4 separate regions of the Mus musculus genome follow, and regions 2, 3 and 4 are each linked to region 1. A link is a contact called in public ChIA-PET and Hi-C data. All regions are on one chromosome and are shown on one strand. Each heading gives the region's core, a stretch centred on a gene start, on an enhancer-like site or on the middle of the called end of the contact. The rest is flanking DNA. Distances are from core to core; before and after follow the strand shown.

What was found. Hi-C and Micro-C count contacts between places; a contact is called where the count stands out from the background. ChIA-PET counts read pairs in DNA pulled down with a chosen protein or histone mark.
Region 2: a contact with region 1 is called in a Hi-C map of the HPC-7 cell line, with 3 times the contacts expected there. The contact joins two enhancer-like sites. A contact is called at or near these places in 1 of 15 datasets of contacts at CTCF or cohesin (pro-B cells), 3 of 484 Hi-C or Micro-C datasets (the HPC-7 cell line, nephron progenitors and pre-B cells) and 2 of 115 datasets of contacts at active chromatin or transcription factors (the HPC-7 cell line and bone marrow-derived macrophages).
Region 3: a Hi-C map of the 63-12 cell line shows a contact between it and region 1, with 2.0 times the contacts expected there. The contact joins two enhancer-like sites. A contact is called at or near these places in 2 of 484 Hi-C or Micro-C datasets (the 63-12 cell line and pre-B cells) and 1 of 115 datasets of contacts at active chromatin or transcription factors (bone marrow-derived macrophages).
Region 4: a contact with region 1 is called in an RNA polymerase II ChIA-PET map of memory CD8 T cells, with 57 read pairs. The contact joins the promoter of Tbc1d5 here to the enhancer-like site in region 1. A contact is called at or near these places in 3 of 39 promoter capture datasets (the HPC-7 cell line, HPC-7-derived erythroid cells and hippocampal neurons), 4 of 484 Hi-C or Micro-C datasets (the HPC-7 cell line, the N1E-115 cell line, Th1 cells and 1 more) and 2 of 115 datasets of contacts at active chromatin or transcription factors (large pre-B cells and memory CD8 T cells).

What each region holds. Positions count from the first base shown.
Region 1 is chr17:51,407,240-51,410,301 of GRCm38.p6, forward strand. No RefSeq gene overlaps it. Among named protein-coding and RNA genes, the nearest start is that of C330011F03Rik, 39 kb to the right of the region's middle. Within about 2 kb of position 1,257, at least 90 of the 459 cell types and tissues checked have an H3K27ac peak or open chromatin away from gene starts, as enhancers often do. A contact at or near this core is called in the 63-12 cell line, the HPC-7 cell line, the N1E-115 cell line and 5 more, where this site is marked.
Region 2 is chr17:51,239,247-51,242,151 of GRCm38.p6, forward strand. No RefSeq gene overlaps it. Among named protein-coding and RNA genes, the nearest start is that of Tbc1d5, 61 kb to the left of the region's middle. Within about 2 kb of position 1,310, at least 20 of the 459 cell types and tissues checked have an H3K27ac peak or open chromatin away from gene starts, as enhancers often do. A contact at or near this core is called in the HPC-7 cell line, pre-B cells and pro-B cells, where this site is marked.
Region 3 is chr17:51,219,073-51,222,313 of GRCm38.p6, forward strand. No RefSeq gene overlaps it. Among named protein-coding and RNA genes, the nearest start is that of Tbc1d5, 41 kb to the left of the region's middle. Within about 2 kb of position 1,904, at least 44 of the 459 cell types and tissues checked have an H3K27ac peak or open chromatin away from gene starts, as enhancers often do. A contact at or near this core is called in the 63-12 cell line, bone marrow-derived macrophages and pre-B cells, where this site is marked.
Region 4 is chr17:51,178,033-51,181,025 of GRCm38.p6, forward strand. Tbc1d5 (TBC1 domain family, member 5) reads right to left here and starts at 1,320. Exons shown (of 22, transcript NM_028162.4): 1 at 1,068-1,320.

The DNA.
Region 1 (3,062 bases), core at 7-2,506:
GTGCCTGTGGATTTCCTCTCAGCTCTACTGAGGAGGCAGCAGATGGTGTTGGGGGGAGCATGGTGGCTGTTGGCTGGGCCAGCTTTTGAGTAGTGCTAATTCTGACTTCCGCCCTCCATCTTCCACACATTGTTTTTGATTTCTGTCTGATAATTCTCCTTTGGACACACATTTTGTCTGGGGGAAGGGGTTGGACAAGATGGGTCTCTAGAACTGGACGTCATCCTACTTTTCAATGACTCCTAATCGGGAGGATGCTTTTATACTTGGTCTTTGGGGAGCATCAGAGGCCACTTACTTTTCCCCATTTGTACTGATAAAAGCTCACTGGTGACACAATGAATTAGACAGCCATGTTTAACCTCTTTAGGGTCACTGCCAATCTGAGAAGGTCTTTAAACTGCTTTTCCTCTTGATAGAACACCATACTACATTGATTCTGACATTGATTGCACCCTGGACAAAGTCACAATGACTTCTTATAGCTCAAGGATAAAGTCTCTATTCCATTCTGCCTTCCCCAGTCTGGACTTTTCTTCTTAGCCATGTATCCCATTTTCTGCACCAACAAGACGGGTGAACTCACTGTCTCAATGCCCATAAATCCCATCCATGGTGTGCCCTGTACAGAGCTCTGAATGCTGGTCACACATGTTTATTTTCCTCTCTGAACTCACTAGTGGGAGCTGGTGGGAGCTAACCCACCCCAACCTTCTAGTGATCCCTTCCAACCTCTTTTAGCAAATCCTTGAACACCTTATCACCATCACCATGTCCTCATCTGGGCCTATCTCTCAAGCTTTGATAATTTAAGTTCTCCTCCCTCAAGGAAGACTATAAGCTCCTAGAAGGCAAAGATATCTGACCCATACCACAGTGCTCTGCAGGTCAATAAACAACTAAAGTGTATTATGAAGAACCCAACTAGTATAGAAGGAATTATAATTTTTCTTAAAGATGACCTTGAAGATCTCACACTTGAAAATTCCAATAACACCAGCAATCTGTGTACTTGAAATCGATAAACTTAGTCATGAGTAGACTTTTGTACCAGCCTGGTTTGGAACACACAGTCAGTGTTCCAAACGCACGGTGGGAGGAACCTCTCCAAGGGTCGCAGAAACGGGGCTGTGTTCCTATCGCTGCTGTAAACTAGCTCTGGTGTTGCCCATGAGTGAAGCTGTACTCTTGGAAGCTCTGATCTCTCATCTGTGTGAAGCAGAGTATACTCAGCCTAGATAACAGAAAGACAGGATGAGGCTGGGCCATAATGGTGTGTGGCTCATGCTGTTGTCTAAGTTTAAACCTTGATGCCTGTTTCCTGTTTTCTCTCCATGACACTGCCCCTCCCCCTCCTATTCCCCTCCCCCTCTCCCTTCCGTTTCCCTTTCACTTTAAGTGTCAGCAAGACTGATAGCGATCTCCCTTTCTTTTCATTTCTTCTCTTGTTCTAACCACACTTCAGTGTGTCCTCTTTAGATAAACATTTCTCCTGCCACAGGTGCAAAATGTACACACAAGCTTCAGTTTGTAGCACTTCCAGGATTTTTCACTAAAAATGGAGGTGCGGTGGGGTGGTGGGGTGGTGGGGGGACTCTTTGACCCATGAATACATTTTCTTGTAATTAAACAGTGTGTCTCCACTAAAGAGTGCCAAGCTTTTCATAAGCATGGCTCCACTCATCTCTCATCTCCTGTCAGCTATTAGGGCTTTAGGGTGTGGCTGAGAAGATGTCCATTGAGCCAACCCATGGGACGACTGGGAAATTGAGACTTGGAGCACTCAGCAATTTGTCCTAGGGGTTTGACTGTGCCTTGTAGAGTTGGGGAGTGAAACGTGGGGCATGAGTTTCTGGCCCCTTCTCTAACTGCAAGCAGGGAAACAAGTCTGTGCAGGGTCTCAGGAAGAGAACCGATCCCAGTACAGGCACGAAAGGGTGCTGCCTGAGGATTAGGGAGTGATGAGTGAGGCTGGCCTTAGGATCTGACTGGAGACAGGCGAAGGAAAGAGGATTTCTCTGATTGAAGACCTTTCTAGACAAAGAAAAGGGAAAGCTTCCATTCTTCAAGACAAAAAGAGGTTTAAAAATACATATACAGGCCACTTTTAACTGTGTGGTGGTGTCCAGTGCTAACTACCAAGCTGCATTTATATGCTTCCGATATCCCAGCATCTCTCTGAGGTCTAGTTAGAAATGGATTTATCAGGAAGCTAATAGAGCTTAAGTACCTACCTGTACCCCTTAAAACTCTGGAACGCCTTGGTAATCGGCTCACATGGTATCGCTTGCAGATTGTGAAAGTAGGGATTTCTCGTTTTTTCTTGCTTTTGTCAAGAAAGTAAAATACATTAGACTTTTGTTGTTCATTTGATACATAACTTTAAAGGTACTTAGTGTGTGGGCAATATGCATTCTTGTTTCAGATGCTAATAAATGAGCTGTATTTCATTTCAACTTGTATTTTTTTAAGAGCACTCCCCATCTTGTTCCAAACATTTAGAAATTAATCCCTAGAATCAGCATTTCCCAAAAATACCAAGTTGTTTCTCCTGGCAAGGACACATGTAGGGCCTCTGGCTGGCATCGTGAGGTACAGGTAGAGGGCCGTTGTGTGAGTGTTCTGTCTTCCTTGCTGTCTCTCTCTCTCTCTCTCTCTGTGTGTGTGTGTGTGTCTGTCTCTGTCTCTCTCTCTGTCTCTGTCTCTCTCTCTGTCTCTGTCTCTGTCTCTCTCTCTCTGTCTCTGTCTGTCTCTGTCTCTCTCTCTCTCTGTCTCTCTCTCTCTCTCTCTCTCTCTCTCTCTCTCTCTCTCTCTCTCTGTGTCCTGCTGCCCTCCTCTGGGTTTCTTTTCTTCTCCCCCACCTCAAAGCCTGCAAGTCTGAACCACAGGCATCCGCTAACAGCATCACAAGGCTCTTGCTGGGAGACCTCCTCAGGATGGGTCAAGGTCAAGGTCAAGATTCCTTCTGAGTGTCGCGGCTTGGTAAAGCAGAGTAGAATATTTGGGGATATTATTTGTATCAGACTAAATCTGTTTAGGAAAGAGGTTTCAAACAACAACAA
Region 2 (2,905 bases), core at 60-2,559, 170 kb before region 1:
TGCTTTGCACTGTGTTTGATAACCTATGCAGCAAAATGAACAATTGGGGACAAATGAACTTATGAACAAATGGGAGTGGGCTGGAGATGAGATATCTGGATTATCTGACAGGAGAATGTCAGTTTGTGACCTTGCTAACTTTTGTTTTTTTTTTGTTGTTGTTGTTTGTTTTGCTTTTTTTTTTAAAATTACTACCAACACCCTCCTCTGACGTGGGACAATTTAAGCTGTCAAATGACCACTCAGTGTTTGTCTTGAGAATATGACAAATTTGGAGTTGATGGGAGGCATGAAATTGTTTGTAGCTAGGAAAGCAAGGTACTAGAAAAGGCATGTCTTTCAGGACTTATGTGGAGGCATTGCTGGAAAGCGCCCCTCGAGTCATGAGCCACTTCCTCAACAGCTGACTTCCTGGCCTTCTCAACCAGCCCTGGCTTTGCATCTGGAGGAAGCTACTCCATAGGCCCCAGTAATGGGATAAGCACGGGCTTTAAGCCAGTGTTTTAGTTCCTTTTCTTTTCTAGGACCTGGGGTGGGGAAATAGGCTATGGAAGAGCCTGGGTACCTGACACATCCCTGGAGATGTGCCTGCTAACTAGGATCAATTCCTTCAGACTCAGGGCCACTACAACTCAACCTTACTTGTGTTGAGCCTCCATACATTTTTGGTTTGGTGTAGCAGTAGACATCCTCCTAAGTGATAGAGAGGGTCTGTTTCCAAATAATTTCAGTTCCACTTGGAAGATGGATGCTCACCTAAAAATTATTAGCATATATTTTTACAAAATATTTAATATAATTGAGTATGCCAAGTGTTCAGAGAGGCCTCAAATTTTCCTAAGAGATTAATAGAGCAAAATGCATTGAGACACTTGATGAAGCATCTAATAAACAAATTACTACTTGTCTAAATTTTGCTGATATCATGCTGTTCACTTCCAAATAAGTTCATGTCTGATGTTAATATCCTGTGCCGATGTGAAAGATGCTGTTCTTCAGAAAGAGGCTGTAATTTTTTATAGGCTCTGTTCATTTCACAGTTGTATTTCTTTGTATTTCACCTCTTTCTAGAAGAATTAGCAATGAGGTATAAAAAATGACTTAGCAACAAGGTTAATAAAATAGAAAAGCAGGCTGTAGAAAGAGGAATGAGGAAAATATGCTAACTGTAATTATCCTCATGGCTGCTGGGATGGAGTTTCAACCTTGGGTCTAAGCTTTTTTGGCAGGCTGGTAAGAGAAAGCATGATAAATTACATATCAGCCTCAGCAAAGAGGAAGTGTGTTCCTGCCCCAGGGGAGGCTAAGCTTTGTGTAGTTTCAAAGTATGCAAGAAATAGTCCTCAACGTTTTCATCTCAGGGGAGCAGGACCCACCGAGAAAGACAGCAGAATGAATTTGAATACAATCTCCAACTTGAGTTTTTAAAAATACATTCTTAATGACAGTGGGAAGGAGATCGGCTGCTGGACTAAGTCAACGCTGAAGCCTGTCTCAAGGCTGCCTCTCTGTACAGCTTAGCTTGCCAGAACACCACCTAGGTACAACTTACAGAACTTACAGATTCTTTTGTTTTCTTTCTTTCTTTCTTTTTTTTTTTTTTTTTTTTTTTTTTTTGGTTTTTCGAGACAGGGTTTCTCTGTGTAGCCCTGGCTGTCCTGGAACTCACATTGTAGATCAGGTTGGCCTTGAACTCAGAAATCCACCTGCCTCTGCCTCCCAAGTGCTGGGATTAAAGGCATGTGCCACCACCGCCCAGTCAATTTACAGATTCTTATGGTCATTTATTTAAAAATAATCATTTTTTTTTCTCATCAGGTGTGAACTCAGAACAGGTAATACTTTCACAAGCACTGTGACTAAGTCTCACTAGCCAAGGTTAACTGGTATTTAAAGGTGATGGTTTTCTTTGCTAGGAAACTTGGGTTTGCAGATGTATGAGTTGCACATTATGGTAGATCTGGGGTTCATAGGTGGATTTTTAAGGTAACACTCCTAACTGAAGCATAAGAAATCCTTACTGCACATCTTTAAGCACAAATCTTTCTCCGTTCAGTCTACTGTGCTTTCATTGTCCAGGGAAAACTGCAGTTAGAGATGGTCTCTTCTGAGAAATAAAAAGGCTGAGGCTCAGGCAGGTCCATGATCCACTGGCTGTGAAAAGAGAGATTGAGCAAGAAACCCAGTAACATGATGGTGAGCTTATTTTCCATACTTAATGTAGGCCTTATTCATATACTATTAAACATAATTCAGCATAATTCAGCTAGCCAGAATTCGTTCTGTACCTTCCAAAATTCTTATTTTTGTATTTCCTGAAATCCTCAATCACTCATCAAATACAGGTAAGAAAAGCAAGAGAATTAAAGTGCAAATATTGAAATGAAAATTACAATTATAATATTAATATCTAATAGAATAATATTATTCTTAAAGTGGGTGGTAGAGTGTATTGGTTTTTCTACTCTCTGAAGATTTCAAAGCACTTAACATTACCTTAAAACTCATTAAGCTAGTGCTGAATCAGATATTGAATGTTATAACTTTATTCTTATTATTTATTTAGTACCATCAAAGGAGTTAGTTCTCACTGGGAATTGATAGTGATAAAGGATGGAATAGTTCATGTTCTACAACGATAAATACCATTTAGCCAACACTGTTATTCCAAAGATAGCCAATAAGAATGTAGAAAATATTAGCAAGTCACCCATAAAGGTCTTCCAAATGAGGTAAACAGATAATTTTTAAAGTATGCAAGTGTGTATTGCTTTGATTTGATATGTGTCACCATACAGAAGTAAAGGAGTTTATTTGATTATATTGCTTAAGATAGTAAAGACAATGAAAGTGGTTTACCAAGCTAAAGCAGAATTTTTGTGTTAGATTTTTATTGCTGTAGCAA
Region 3 (3,241 bases), core at 654-3,153, 190 kb before region 1:
TTCCTGTGGTCTGGGTTAGTTGAGACTGCTGGTCTTCCTAGGAGTCACTCTCCCCTTCAGCTTCTTCAATCCTTCTCCTATTTCAACCATAGGGGTCCCCTAATTCAGTCCAATGCTTGGCTGTAAGTATCTGCATCTGTCTCAGTCAGCTGCTGATAGGGCCTCAGTGGACAGCCATGCTAGGCTCCTGTGTATATGCACTTCATAGCATCTGTCAGGCCTTGGTACCCCTCCCCCATTCTGAAGTTTCTGTTTAACTCTGTACCCCATTTTAAAATTGGGTTATTTGGGTGTTTGGAGTCTAATTGCCTGAGCTATTTATATATTTTGGATATTAGACCTTTATCTGATGTGTGTAGGGTTAGGGAAATTTTTTTCCCAATGTGTAGGCTGCCAATTTGCCCTATTGATGGTATCTTTTGCCTTACACAAGCTTTTCAGTTTCATGAGGTCTCATTTATCAATTATTGATCTTAGAGTCTGAGCCATTGGTGATCTGTTCAGGAAATTTCCCTCTGTTCCAGTGAGTTTGAAGCTCTTTTCCACTTTCTCTTCTGTTAGATTCAGTGTATCTGGTTTTATGTGGAGGTCCGTGATCTACTCAGACTTGAGCTTTGTGCAAGGTGTTAAATATGGGTCTATTTTCATTCTTTTACATACCGACCACCAGTTAGAGCAGCACCATTTATTGAAGATGCTTTCTTTTTTCCAGTATATGTTTTTGGCCTCAGTGGGAGATGAGCTTAATCCTCCAGAGACTTGAGGCCTCCAGGGAAGGGGGAGGTATGGTGGGGGTGGAGCACCCTCTCAGAGGCAAGGGGGAGGGATGGGAAGAAGAACTGTGGGAGGGGACACTGGGAAGGGGACCTTGACTGGAATGTAAATTAATAATAATAATAATAATAATAACAATAAAAGAGTTCAGGAAGAGCAAACCATGTGAGAGCAAGCTACTAAGCAGTGGTCCTCCATGGCCTCTGCTTTAGTTTCTGCCTCTAGATTCCTATATTGAGTTCCTGTTCTCACTTCCCCAAATGATGAACTACAAGCTGTAAGATGAAATAAGCCCTTTCTTCCCCAAGTTACTTTTGGTCATGGTGGTTATTACAGCAATAGACAACAAACACGCCAAGTCTGCAGGTTGCTGCTCTACTAATCTGCAATAAAAACCCAGGACTGTACTCAAGAAAGTCGGCGAGTACCTTTGACCAAAATTATTAAAGAATTGAAAATAACTAGATGTCTCCAATTTGGCACAGAGAAATTCCAAGGTAGGAGGATGGAATTGTAAATTAAATTGATGAATACCAAACATGTTAACCAGCATGTTATACCTTCATATTAGTTATAAGATCTATAACTTGTTGCTGTGATAAAATACAGAACATAAGCCACCCAAGAGAGAAAAAAATATCCTTTGCGTAACATTTTCAGGGAGTCCCGTCCATAGTTGCCAGGTTCCATCGTCCTTGGCTAAGGATCACAGTGGCCCGAGCAGGCAGAAAATGAGTTTCTTTGTGTCATGTTCTTCAGGAAGAAGAGCATAATACGCACTTCACAGCTAGCAGGAGGAATAATGAACGTAAAACAGGAAGAAGCCAGGGCAAGCCACAATCCCAAAGATCTAGGCAGAGTGAAGGAAAATAGGTACTTCCTGGAAAAAATTAGGTATAAACCAGAATTTAATGTAGCTCTCTTCCATTTCACATTAAAGGTGGAGAACTTAGGGTGACACTGGGTTCCTTAGGGAATCCTGTTTGCATTAATACACAGTCCTGACTTGGAAGAAAAAGCCTATTACATTTTCTATGCTTTTTGGCAAGGCTCACTGTGAGGCATTGGCCAAGGTCTTCTGCAAGTATTTTTGTCTGCATGACTCATAGAAGAAAAGTCAAGCAAACACCATATATATTATGTCATTACCTAAGAACTGCATCTACAGATGAAGAGTAAATTGGCACCTGCTTCCCTCCCATCGCTGTGACTGTTTAAAAGGTCTTTTCTCTTAGATGTACTTCTTCCTTTATAAATGAAACATTCTAAAGAAAGGTGGTAAAAAATTTACACATTAAAAACTGCAGACTTCGTTATGTAAAAGCTTTCAAATCATTCTGTTGGAATCCAGAGAAGAAACAGTCTCCGGGAGATGACGTATTGAGAAGATCCCGCTCACTGTTCTGAGAACAGGAAGCTGACGTTTCCACCCTGGAGTTCCAGTTTCAGATAGCTACAGGTTCACAGACCAGCTTTCAGGAAGCAAAAGTAGATGTAAACAAAGCTGGACGATCTGAAGTTTGTCCAAGCTTGGTGCTGTGGTGACCTTCAAGGTGTGGCAGAGATCTAGGCGTTGGAGTTACTTTGCACTGGTCTAAGGCCCCCTGGAAGCTGGTAGAGAGAAATTCTGGGATCTGAAGGAGCTATGATTTGAAGGTTGGTCCCAGCAGATCAATGACAGTGTGGATGACCTGCCAGTGCCCACCACTCCTTACTTCCGTCTTTCTAGCACTATATAAAGCGTCTCTTGAGGCCAAAGCTGGAATTACAAATGGAAGAGAAGGTTGAGAAAAGTAGTTCCAGTTATACTGATAGACTCACCTGAGTCGTATAGTATCAAATATCCAGGGAACTTGTGGCTCCGTTTTTCACCACCTTCTTTAACTGTTCCCATAGTCCCACCACCCCCTGGCTAGCTACTACATTCTACTGCAGTGTCAAACTATTCTACCCAAAGCAACTTCAAAAGAACAAGGCTAATTTGCCTTATAATTGTAGGTGATAGTCCATCTCTGAGGGAAGTCAGAGCAGGAACCTGTAGGCAGGAGCCATGAAACAATGTTGCTTACAGGCTCACTCTTTGGCTTGCTCACTAGCTTTCTTATACTTGCCCAAGAAAGATACTGCCCACAATGAGCTGGGTCCTCCCTCTCAAACATTAATTGAGTCAATCCTCACAGGCATGGCTAGGAAAGTAAGTGTTATAGGTCAAGATTTATATATATATATATAGTCAACTGTCAATAGGTAGATAATGTGCTTCTGCAATATTCTGCCCAGTGTGTGAGTTTATAAAAGAGACAAGCAACAACTATTATAATTTCTTCCAGAAGACCACCACCACCACCACCACCATCATCATCACCATCCTCACCATCATCCTCACCATTCTCACCATTGTCATTTGTAGTAGACTATAATTTAGGAAACAGTGTAACTTCTTAGACTCTTCTGTGGCCACCAACCT
Region 4 (2,993 bases), core at 70-2,569, 230 kb before region 1:
TCCATTCTATTTCGGACACCAAGGAAGTCCTGGAAATAGAACTGAACCAAAGACGCATAACGGAAAAGTGAGTTTCTTTCCCACTGTATTCCAAGAGTTCTTTTCCAATAGTGCATCCTGTGCCACAGCACACTAATAAGAGGTGGTTTGTGGACTACACTGTGATGGACTACGCGTACAAAAGCCCTAGCATTTCAGCACAATCCACCTCAGGCAGTTTAGCATGTAACCTGCATAGTAAAGTTTCAGTCCAGTTCAGAATTGAGAAATGGGGACTCTGCAGAAAGTGATGGGGGGGGGGGGGTGGAAGTTGAAGGGTTATAAAAGATGTAACCTTCAAAAGCTGTTACCATTCTCAAGCGCTGAATTGGTTAGTAAGTCGTCCTGAAACTATTAGTAACTAGGAGTGACCAAACTCTAGGTCGCATATCTGCACAGAATGTATTGGAAGAACAGTACATTTCCAGGAAAACAGAGGGGGCAGGGGGAACTCTCCCAAGTCGTTCTCCTCGGGTCCTGCCAGGCCTCGAACTGACAGATGCCGGCGTGACTAACTTAAGTAGCACTAAGGCAAATTAAGGCAGGAGAGGGTTTCTCTCCTCCGAGGCTGCTCGGCTCCGGGCTCCAGCCGCCTGACTTCCGGCCTGGGAAGGAAACGTGCAGCCCAGGGCTGAAAGAAACAGGGAACCGGCCAAAGAGGAAGTAGAGCTGGCTGAGCAGCTCGGCAATGCCCGGTAGCTGCTTCCCGAGCTCGTCCGGGAGCGAGGACCGAACGGGGACGGGGACTGGGACGAGCGGGCTGAGAGAGGCTGCCTCGCCCGTGTGCGCGCTCGCCCTTCCGCCCGCTCGCCCGCCGGCCCGCAGCGGACCGAGCCCCAGCCCGCCTCCCTTCCCAGCCCGCGCGCAAGCCGCGGCCGGCGGCTCGGGCCTTCCCTGGCGGCGGGACGGGGCCCAGCGAGGCTGAGGGGAGGCCGGGGAGGGAGCGACGGCTGTGCAGCTGCCCGGGGAGGCTGACGGGGGAGGCGAGGCGCTTTTTCACCGTTAGCATCGTTATGTTATTTTTTTACCTGTAGCGCAGCAGGGCTCCCCAGCTCCTATTCCCTGAATCCTCCTCCCCTCCTTTCTCTCTCTCTCTCTCTCTGTCAGTCTCTCTGTCTCTCTCCTCTCTTTATCTCGCTCTCTCGCTCTCTCTCTCTCTCTCCCCGTCAGTCTGCCGGGCTCTCGTGGAACACGCCGGGCCTGGCCCGACCAGCAAGAGAATGGGGCGGGAGGTGGCGGCGGTGACCAGCGGCCACGTGACCACGCTCCCTCCGTAACGGCGTCCGCCTCCTGCTGCGCGCCCTCCCGGCGCTCCACCTCTAGTAACCCCGCGCGCCCGGGGACCCGTGCGCAGGCGCGCGCCCGGGCCTGGGACGAGCCAGCGGGTGAGCCGCGGGTGACCCGCGCTCTGGGAGCCTGGTGTCTTGGGGGATAGGTCGGGGTGAAGAGGGAAAAGGGGACGCCCGAGACCAATGGAGCTGCCTGGGCCATGCCGATGCGCATGCGCGCGGGGCCTCCCTACAGTGGGAGCCGGCCTTCTGCCACAACCCGAGGTCCCCCACTTGCCACCAGCTTCCCAGGGTGGGACTGGCATCGAGGAGATAAGTCAGGCCTGGGAACGTCCTAAGAATCTGGCACTCCTGCCTCGGATCGCACAATTTCCTTGTCTCCTGTAAATGGCCTTCCCTTCATCCTTGGTCTACAGCTGTACAGACTGATGACAGATAGGTCGTGCCACCCAATTTTGTAGGGACTCACTACCTCTTTGTGAAGACCTTCTTTGTATGAATCCAGAGAGGTGCTGTTTTTTGTTTTGTTTTTTTAGCAACCCCACACCTGTAAAAACACACAGGTTTTATCTTCTCAGACCTCGAATCTAGACTAATGACTAGTCATTAGATAGTTAATCTAATGAATGACAATTTTGGCAAATGACTAGACCCTGGTTTTACCGCCCTATGCCCCTGCTTAATCCTGACTTAAAGTTGCATTTAACCTCCAGCAATGGGAGGCTGGTATTTTCTTCTTCAATAAGAAAGTGGTAAATAGCTCATCTGAGTTGGAGAGAGAGAAAGAGAGATCTCTTATTAATCTGTCTTTACAAATAGCGCAAAAAAAAAAAAAATCAGTTGTTATGTTCAGATTATGGAAACCAAAACAGAGGTCAGAAAGTTAGCTAGCTTCCAAGGAAGGCATACCACACTTAACACAGTGATTCTCTTTTTTCTAATGCCCTTCTCACTGTAGCAGAAATTGAACAGGTTGAATAGAGTAAGCTATTAAAAGTTCTGGCTAAACTCATGATTACATTAGTCTCATGAACAGAATCCTAAGAAATAGGAAGATGCATCATGCTGTATTTGGATATTGCTCTCCCAGCTAGCAATACAGCAGTCAGCCACATGACTGGTATTCTACAATGTATAGTGGACTTTGTTCTCCGGCACCGAAATATCTCACCGCAGACCCTCATCTCCTTCCTGAAGTACTGACTATGCTGGTGTTACTGGGACTGTAGAGGTCCTTCAGTGTGGTCACCAAATGACAGGAGAAATCTCTATCCCCTCTTGGGACGCTTAGTCTCATAAATAGCATAATTTAAGAAGGGACCGAAGGGCAATTTCATTAGAGATGAAAAGAACATCTCTGAAGACTATAAAGCTCAGCTGCTTCTCAGAGATGGATAAAAGAAGACAGAAAGCAGCCATACCATTTGTGGTGATTAAATAAAAATCGCCCCCGTAGGCTCATGTGTTCGAATGGTTAGTCACCAGAGAGTAGAGTGATAGAAGGATTTGAAGGTGTGGCCTTGTCAAAGGAAGTGAGCTTTTGAAACCTCAAAAGCTCATAGTGGGCCCAGTCTCTCAGCCTACAGATCAGGAGTAGTTTTCAGCTGCTTCTCCAGCACCATGTCTACCTGCATGTCTCCAGGTTCCTCACCATGATGATAATGG